3 separate regions of the Pan troglodytes genome follow, and regions 2 and 3 are each linked to region 1. A link is a contact called in public Hi-C data. All regions are on one chromosome and are shown on one strand. The core of a region is the stretch at or near the end of the contact, and the rest is flanking DNA. Distances in the headings are between cores, read along the strand shown. Region 1 overlaps RAD51B (RAD51 paralog B). Region 2 overlaps RAD51B (RAD51 paralog B). Region 3 overlaps RAD51B (RAD51 paralog B).

Region 1 (2,810 bases), core at 106-2,605:
GCATTATAGTAAGAAAATTAAGCTTCTTGACTCAGAAACAAATATAGAAACAAGCCATGACTCATTTTTACCATCATTCTATTCCAGAAACTTAAAAGCATAGCCTGCATAGTGAAGATCCACATAAAAATGCAGGCACATTTGCTGCAGTGCTAAGAGCAGAAGATATCAATTAATTAGAGAAGTGTGAAAATAAAGACAGGACAAATGAGGGGGGCTGGTAGGGAGACAGGAAGAAGGAGTGACAAACAACAGCAAAAATATCTTAAATAAATAATTCAGAATGGATGCTAAATACAAAAGTGGGAGCCAAGCCAGACTAAAGTTCAGATGCATCTAGGGTTACTTTGTGCAACACATTTATTCACTAAAGCGCCAAAGCAGCTATTAGAGGAAACAATAAAGAGGCCCTCTCCCCTGGAAATTTGAGTCCTGCTTTGGAATTTTTATGACATTTCTTCCTTAACAAACAAGAAGGTCTCACCACCTTCCCCTGGCTTCAAAGCCTCACTATGGCGGTGGCCTGAGATTAATATCCTTGGTCTGATTTATATATGTTGTTTGAGGTATTTTCAAAAGTCATGTAGTTTATGAAAGAATTGCAGCTCTAGCAGGCACACAAATAAACAAGACCCCCATATCTCTAATCCTACAGGATTGCCCTGATTACCATGACTCACTTGGTCATTTCAACAATGCCCTTTCATGTCACCAGGGCTGTGTGTGCAAAATTAGGACACTACCTGGACCTCCAGCTAAACACTAAAAAATACTCTAGGATTCCCAGTCGGAAAGTGGTGAGGGTGTGATGTAAGTATGTGTGTAAAACTATAGTCCAGTTAGTTTTTGTTTTATATAACAAGTGGGTTCCTGAAAAGTCAAGATTTAAGTACTTTTTTTTGTAGATTAAAACATTTACAATTCACATCAGAAGCTCACTATTTAATGTAATCCGATTGTGGTTCCAGTTACAAAGAATGCTTTTGTAATTAAAATACAATCCTTTTGTTTGATCGATTTTATACATTCAGACTTGGTTTTACAGGAGTTTCTTAATGTAGGGTATACTTAGAGTATTATTACTAGTTGGTAAGTATTGTTTTGTTTTAATGCTATTCTTTTCTTTTTCAGCAAAAATCCAAAGAAGTATTTCCACAGCCCAAGTTCATACTCTTCACAACATGAAAGACAGAACTTGCTCTGCTTTATTTAGCTTAGTGTGTCCTGTGGCATGTGAGGCATCCAGGGTAGCAGACACCAGCAAATTGCTAGGAAGAAACTGAGAGGCAATGCCCCACCGACTGCACGGCAGTATTTCCAAACCGGTGACAGAGCTGAACCAGGATCAGACTGCTCTTTAAAAACACCTGTTCTGTAAACCTGAGTTAGTGAGGGCAGCATCTTCCAACTGACTCAGCCCAGCCACTGCTGCCCCTCTGCCAGAGGGCCTGGTGCCATTCGGGCAAGGACTCAGGTGCCTTACCCCCAGACCCTTCATGACCCACTGGCACACAAAGGCGAGGGTGCCAGCACCAATGGGCACATCCATCCCAATCTGCCATTTCAAAGCAGCTGCCTGCAGGCTGTGTCCGCCCTCTGCTAGCAGAGTGCAATGGGGCAGAGAAATTAAAATCAAGGGGAGCTGGGGAAAAAAGAAAGATGGAAATCTTAAAGACAGTATCTTGGAAGCATATGTTTTAGAATCACTGCAGCCAGTTCCCTGTCAAGAAAATATTGGCCTTGTTGGTTGGTCCAATCTCATGTAGCCACAGATGGTTTTATGCCTCACTATTCAGATACCCACTCCCCAGAGTAGTGAGAAACAAAGGATGTGGTGCTTTGTGGTGTAGTTACTCTGCCACCTAGTGTTACATGTAAAAACAAACAAATAAATTTAAAAAAAAAAGGCTATGTTAGAAGAGTAAAAGTAGAATCATGAACTTCACTAAACTGCATTTTTTTTTTCTTTCCAAACGTGAAGATCCTCCACGTACAGTGGCAGCCTGGGGAGGCATTGCCAACAATTACAACAGCCCTTCTCATTTGAATTGAATGGAAGGCCAAAGAGCATGAGGTCTGAAGTTTAGGATGTGAAGGAGAAAAGAACATAACCTCAAAAACCCAATTTTAATGATATTTAAAAGGCCTATTCCCTCCAGGTAAGGTAAATACCATGAATACAATAATACAAACTGGAACTGGACAAGGAAAGTACAGTTTCTGTCCTGAAGAAGAGAGGAAAGAGTAAACAGAAAAAATGTGGATTGCTTTTTAAAGTATTATTACTTCTGCAACTAACGCATTATGAAGAAATAAAATGAGCTATGGGTTTGGGGTGAAGGTCTGAGTGTGAGTCCCAATTCAGTAGCTTCCTCGCTGTGCTGGTGAGTTGTGCAGTATCTCTGAGCTTCGATTCGGTGTTCTGGAAAACAGCTGTACACTTACACACACATTCTTCCTCCTTTTACAACACTGTCCTGAGGATCAATTAGAAATGTACATGAAGGCATTTTGTAACTATAAAGCGCTTTGCAGCACCCTGAAGACCATTTCCCTCACTATATTGTTCTCTTTTTGCAGTTATGTCTGCCATTTATATGTATATGGCTTTCTGTATTTAACTTGTCCTGGAGTGCTAGTGATCATTCTTAAATAAGTGCTTTCAGGATTAAAAGAAGTATTAAATAGGAAAATGTGCAAGTATGTCATGCAACATATAAAAAAATCCCCCAAATAGACTAATAAAGAATTAGCATTACAGTTTAAAATTAGATTATTCCAAGTGTTTCTCCTTAAAATTATGTTCCGTT
Region 2 (2,810 bases), core at 127-2,626, 430 kb before region 1:
CCAGGGAGCTTGAGAGCAAAAGCGACAGTGTGCCTGCCTTCTTCCTTCTCTGTAGGGCTCTGTTCTCTTTCTTCTTTTTTGAGGCAGGATCTTTTGCTTTATTGTCCAGGTTGGAGTGCAGTGGCATGATCATGGCTCACTGCAGCCTCAGCCTCCTGGGCTCAAGCAATCCTCCCACCTCAGCTTCCTGAGTAGCTGAGACCATGCCTGGCTAATTTTTAAGTTTTTTTGTAGAGACGAGGTCTCACTGTGTTGCCCAGGCTGGTCTTGAACTCCTGGGCTCAAGCAATTCTCCCACCTCAGCCTCCCGAAGCACTGGGATTATAGGTGTGAGCCACTGTGTCTGGCCTGCTCTCTTTCTTAAGGAGAAGGCTTCTGATATTTTTTGGTCAACTGGATGCAGAAAGCCTGTTCCCCATGGACAACCCTTGAGGGGGTCAGAATGTCAGCAGAAGGGAAAGGATGGCTTTCCAAGAGTGTTCTGTGCTTGGGCATAACTGTCTCTTGTGTCCTGCTCCTGAGAGCCATGAGACTAAGGGCATGGGACAGAGGCAGTGACTGAACTGGGCTTGAGAATACCTTTGTTTGCTGGGCCTGTTTTCCTACCAAGAGCCTGTCAGCCCGGGTTTTGGAAAGCCAATCCAGGAGAATACGGGAGGTTGCAGGCAGCTCTGACCAGCCTGTCTCTCCCCACCCCTTGTTTCAGACCTCTCCAGAGTCCGATGTCCTTCTGCACAAGTCCTTGTTGTCCAGTCTGTGGCCCAAACACCCACAGGGCATGGTGGAGGCCTGAGACAGTGCTGGTTTTGCTGGGGCCATCAGAAAAGCTTACGAAGCAGGCTTGGCCATTGGCTGGAAGTCACTGGCCCCTGCTGGGCTCATGCAATACTCATGGAACTGGTGTGGGCTCCTGCGGGTTCCCTATGAGCAATGCCTCACCCATTTAAAGCTCATCAAAGGACTTGTTCAATATCCTGGGTCCCTTTCTGTTCATTTTTTCTCCCCCCGTGCCGTCCTCCTTCCACTCTCCCCGACCACCCCTCCTCTTTTTAAGCTCTTGGCACAAAGTAGCTATGAAGACTCTGAGACCTGGACCATCCCAAGGCTGTAGCTTTCTTCAAGCCTGGCGGGCTCTGTTGTGGTGAAAAGTCTGAAGGCTTTTTCTTTTCCAGGTAAGCTGGGGAGAGGGTTTGAAGAGCACTGTGAAATTATGACTGTTTCTTCTTTATTTTCTTTTCCCTCTCTGGGCCTAAGACACCAGATTTTTTTTTTTTTTACAGTACATTTTGGCAGGCCCCATTTTTTTTCTGACAGAAAAAAATAACAGGCATATTTTGGGCGATTACTCAACTGGGGTCCTTTGTGACAGGATATGCTGCTGCGTGACTAATGGAGCTGGCTTTCTCCTGGCTTCCTTCCCCTTTCAGAGCTCTTGTTTACTGCCCTATACAAAAAAAAAAAAAAAGCCATAAGCTACAGATTTTTATTAAAAAAAAAAAGCCTTGTGAGATACTCAAAGGCAATAAATCCTTCAGAGATTCCATTTCCAGGGCTGCAAACTCCCCGCCCTCTCCCCACTTTTTCTTTTCAGTGCTCAAGATTCACGACATGCGAATCTTCTTCCACCCCCACGTCCCTGCTTTCTTCCTAACATATGTCCAGCAGATCGTGGGGGGCGGGGAGGGCGGGGGAAGGGGAGCAGGATGGGAACCATATTTATGGTGCTTAACTCAGCAATTGCTAAAGGAAGAAATAATGACTTCCAGGGGGCTCTGGGCCTTTTTTCCAAGGCCTTTGTGTTTTCATAATCTATGACAATTTTGTGGTGTAAGCAAAAGTTATTACAAAACATGGAACCAGCCTAATGAGGAAGGTTATGTTCTAAACCAGGAGGGACTATCTCTTTATAGAGGAAATTCAAATTTGGCTGGCTTTGGAATTCGGAATCCCTGGGCTTTCCAGAGAACTTTTGGGAGAGACTCTCTCGAGCTTGGCGTGTCTGACAACTGGAACTGGCCTTTCAGTTTTTCTAGAGATCAGATGGTTTGTTATTTCAAAAGGTGTCTGGCCTATGGATGGGAAAAGTTGACTAGCTAGTTAGGTTTACCGGAGACAGATTGGTGTAGATAGGGCACCAGACTTGTGGCCAGGCGATGGGTTTGAGTCTCAGTTGTAATCTGGAGCAAGTCATTTAATATCTGTAGGTCTCAGTTGCTTTGGTGTTAAAATTGGGATTGTGTCCCCTTCCCTCTAGGCTGCTGACAAAAAAAAGTGAGATGACATAAGTTTAAGGCACAGTGGGAATTCTTTTTTTTAATGTTAATATTTTTGGGGGTACGAGTGGTTTTTGGTTACATGGATAAGTTCTTCAGTGGTGATTTCTGCGATTTTGATGCTCCCATCACCCAAGCAGTGTACACGGTGCCCAAGGTGTAATCTTTTATCCCTCACCCCACTCCCAACCTGCTCCACTCCCCAGTCCCCAAAGTCCACTGTATCTTTCATATGTATGGCATGTATGCATTCTTGACAATTAAAGAAGTATGCAGTGATCCCTTCTAATGCTTCTTCATGCAAAGGGCTGGCTCACACTTTCAACAGAGGAGAGAGGCTGAGAACTACAAAGCCTACTGATGAACAGGAGGGAGATTATTTATACAGTGGCCCAGGACACGATATTACACAGGTGTTTGGGAGGCTGGTTTTGCTTCCAAGTTTGCCCACTCCCTGGTCATCTTCCAGGCAGGTCTTAGAATCATAACTTTGATCACATTCCTTCCCTACCCAGGAAACTCTCTTGTCAAACCCAG
Region 3 (2,810 bases), core at 86-2,585, 330 kb before region 1:
TCCCTCAATTCACTGTCTGAGAAGTTAAGAAGTCCCTCCTCTGGATCTCCATGGGTAGTAATGGAGGGGAGGGAGAGAGGAGTTTGGTGATTTGAAAGCAGCTGGACAAAGGACTTGAAACAGAATACTAGGTGCTTCTGGGAGGCCCCTAGAAGCAGAAGTGACTTGACTGTAGACCCTTGAATTTTCAAGGTGAGGCCATGTGTGCAAAGGAAAATTGGTGGTGTCGTCACCAACATGGAGAGTCAAGAGAGCTGAATCTGGCATCAGTGACTGCCAGGAGACCCTTCTGGGCCCTACTGTGTGTCCTACCTCTTTACTCTGCACAGAACCATGGAAGGGGCCAGAGAAGAGGCTACTAAGGGTGGATGGGTAAGGCCAAGCAACTTATCCAGGTCCACACAGTGAGCTAGAGGGAAAGCAAGCCTATGACCCAGCCCCCTGAACCCTTGATACTTCCAGAGAGCTAGGTCTTGGGAAGGTCGAATGACACACCCATTAGCTATCCCTTGAGCATGCTTTCCTCCTTTGTCTTGTCACCTCTCTGTCTGCCACGTGTTGGAAGGCACATGGATCTGGGCAGGGTACCTGAGTCCAGACCACTTTCCCTGAAATTCCCTTCTGGATTTTGGGCTTCACCTTCCTGTGATCTATTCCTTCCAACTTGGTCTCCTTTATATCATTATAAGGGCCCTTTGCCTGTGAGTCAATATATCCTTCAAGGAGAGAGGTTATCCAAAGACATTCAGGACCTGGGGCTCAGGTGTGAAGTGTTGTCTGTTGTCTCTTTGCTTTACACTAATTGCATAGGAAGTCATGTGTGAGGTGGGCCGGCAGATTCTGAAACCTCCATGAAAGCTGCCATGTCATATCATCCATGGCGGGGAAATTACTTTCTTTCTCCTTTTTTTGTTTTTGTTTTTTTGAGATGGAGTTTCCCTCTTGTTGCCCAAGCTGGAGTACAATGGTGCAATCTCCGTTCACTGCAACCTCCACCTCCCGGGTTCAAGCGATTCTCTTGCCTCAGCCTCCCGAGTAGCTGGGATTACAGGTGCATGCCACCACGCCCAGCCAATAGAAAAGGGGTTTCACCATGTTAGCCAGGTTGGTCTCGAACTCCTGACCTCAAGTGATCTGCCCACCTCAGCCTCCCAAAGTGCTGAGATTACAGGCATGAGCCACCGCGCCCAGCCATTACGTTCTTTATCTTTGCTTTTCTTTGCTTTCACTTCTGTTAGCAACGAGTTTCAACAGCCATTGCCACATAGTGTTGCATAGGCAGCAACGTGTTCGACAATGTGCTGTTGACAAGCACATACCACAGAATCAGGAAGACCAGTAAGTATTTCAGGAATTTGCCTGATGGAAATGACTCAAGTCTGGGGCCAGCTTGAAATCCTATAAAGCAGTAAGGACACCCACCATTCTCCCTGATTTGAACCTACCCTTGAGGACATGTCTGACTCCATTCATTCATTTAATAAGTACTTATTGAGCACGTACACCACGGCAGGCAGGATTCTAAGTGCCGGGGATACAACTTTGAGAAAATAGACCAAGTCCCTGCCTTTAACTGTGTGTGCGTGTGTGATGAGAGAGGTGATAAACACAAATGTATCTGGTAACAATAAGTGCTATATAGAAAAATAAAGCAGGGGCTGGGTGCGCTGGGAGGCCGTGGTGGGTGGATCACGAGGACCAGAGTGGGATCCAGGCTCAGTTGTGAGGAAGGTCTGAAGTGAAGGGTGCATGTTGAACCCTGGCTCATGGCTTGTGATTGAGAACACCATGCAGTGACCAGCCTAGGATTCCATTTTTTTTCTTTTTACATAAAATCAGATGAATAATGAGTAAAAGCACATGAATAATTTTACATTTGACTGTGGAAGCATCTAAACTAAAGGAGGGAGAGAGGGTTGTTCTTGGTTATTCCTTTTTGAGGCTGGGCCTTCATCTTCAAAACCTTCATCTTCAAAATGATTAAAATTGTAGACAAGGCCACAGGATGAGAAGGGTCCAGTGGCTTGGCTCTAGTTATCCTAGGGAGGGGCAGTTCCTTGGGTTTCCATGAACTCAGAACGTGCAAACCTAGTATTGCCTCCCAACTCTCTCCCGGACCCATGTGTCTCCTTTTGAGTTACAGTAATAATGGAGAACAACTGGGCGCTCTGTTTTTAGGCTAAAGGTCAAGACCAGAAAAGACTTGGAACCGAACTGGAAATTCTGCTTCCTTCCCCATAACTCCCTGTCAGCTTGTAAGCACCTTCTGTTCATCCAAGTTTTGGAGAAGACATTGGTCTTGTGTTCTGACAGACCCTGGCCTCCCAAGCTTGCTTTCCAGGGAATCTCAGCAAACCACAAACGGAATGCCCCTGTTGGTTCCGCTTTTATCTACCATTTTTTCCCTAAATAAAACACAATGAAATATTTTATCTTGATCTTGAAATACTTGCACACCAGGACCTGCTGTAGAAGATCCCAAGGTAACAGAAAGTTCATCAAAGAGCACAGACTCTGAGTCAAGAGGTGGAACACCCAAGCTAGGTTCACCTCTGATCCCTTCCTTACTAACATCATGCCCCTGCGTGAGTCCAAACCATTTCTTGCCTCCAGTGCAGCCAAATGACAGAGGTCAGAAGGGTACCACTGATCTGATTGTTAAGAGGCAAAGATGACTCATACCCTAGAAGCTCTAAAGTACCAAGGCCTGGGTCCATCCCTAAGACTGTTTCCCTGCATTCCCCAGGGCTGGCATGCCTGGATGCTTTAGCATCTCCATCTGGAAACAAGACTCATTCCTCACTAAGTGC

The links. A called contact is a pair of places that touch in the nucleus more often than the background predicts.
Region 2: a contact with region 1 is called in a Hi-C map of stem cell-derived neural progenitor cells, with 10 times the contacts expected there. The contact joins two enhancer-like sites. A contact is called at or near these places in 3 of 7 Hi-C or Micro-C datasets (blood, induced pluripotent stem cells and stem cell-derived neural progenitor cells).
Region 3: a Hi-C map of stem cell-derived neural progenitor cells shows a contact between it and region 1, with 3 times the contacts expected there. The contact joins two enhancer-like sites. A contact is called at or near these places in 2 of 7 Hi-C or Micro-C datasets (blood and stem cell-derived neural progenitor cells) and 1 of 1 other capture datasets (stem cell-derived neural stem cells).

The regions. Positions count from the first base shown.
Region 1 is chr15:66,231,791-66,234,600 of NHGRI_mPanTro3-v2.0_pri, reverse strand. The region is part of intron 7 of RAD51B (RAD51 paralog B); the gene reads right to left. Among named protein-coding and RNA genes, the nearest start is that of RAD51B, 430 kb to the right of the region's middle. Within about 2 kb of position 1,355, at least 8 of the 24 cell types and tissues checked have an H3K27ac peak or open chromatin away from gene starts, as enhancers often do. A contact at or near this core is called in stem cell-derived neural progenitor cells, where this site is marked.
Region 2 is chr15:66,663,102-66,665,911 of NHGRI_mPanTro3-v2.0_pri, reverse strand. All of the region lies in intron 10 of RAD51B (RAD51 paralog B), which reads right to left. Among named protein-coding and RNA genes, the nearest start is that of ZFP36L1, 110 kb to the left of the region's middle. Within about 2 kb of position 1,376, at least 7 of the 24 cell types and tissues checked have an H3K27ac peak or open chromatin away from gene starts, as enhancers often do. A contact at or near this core is called in stem cell-derived neural progenitor cells, where this site is marked.
Region 3 is chr15:66,557,711-66,560,520 of NHGRI_mPanTro3-v2.0_pri, reverse strand. The region is part of intron 10 of RAD51B (RAD51 paralog B); the gene reads right to left. Among named protein-coding and RNA genes, the nearest start is that of ZFP36L1, 220 kb to the left of the region's middle. Within about 2 kb of position 1,335, at least 4 of the 24 cell types and tissues checked have an H3K27ac peak or open chromatin away from gene starts, as enhancers often do. A contact at or near this core is called in stem cell-derived neural progenitor cells, where this site is marked.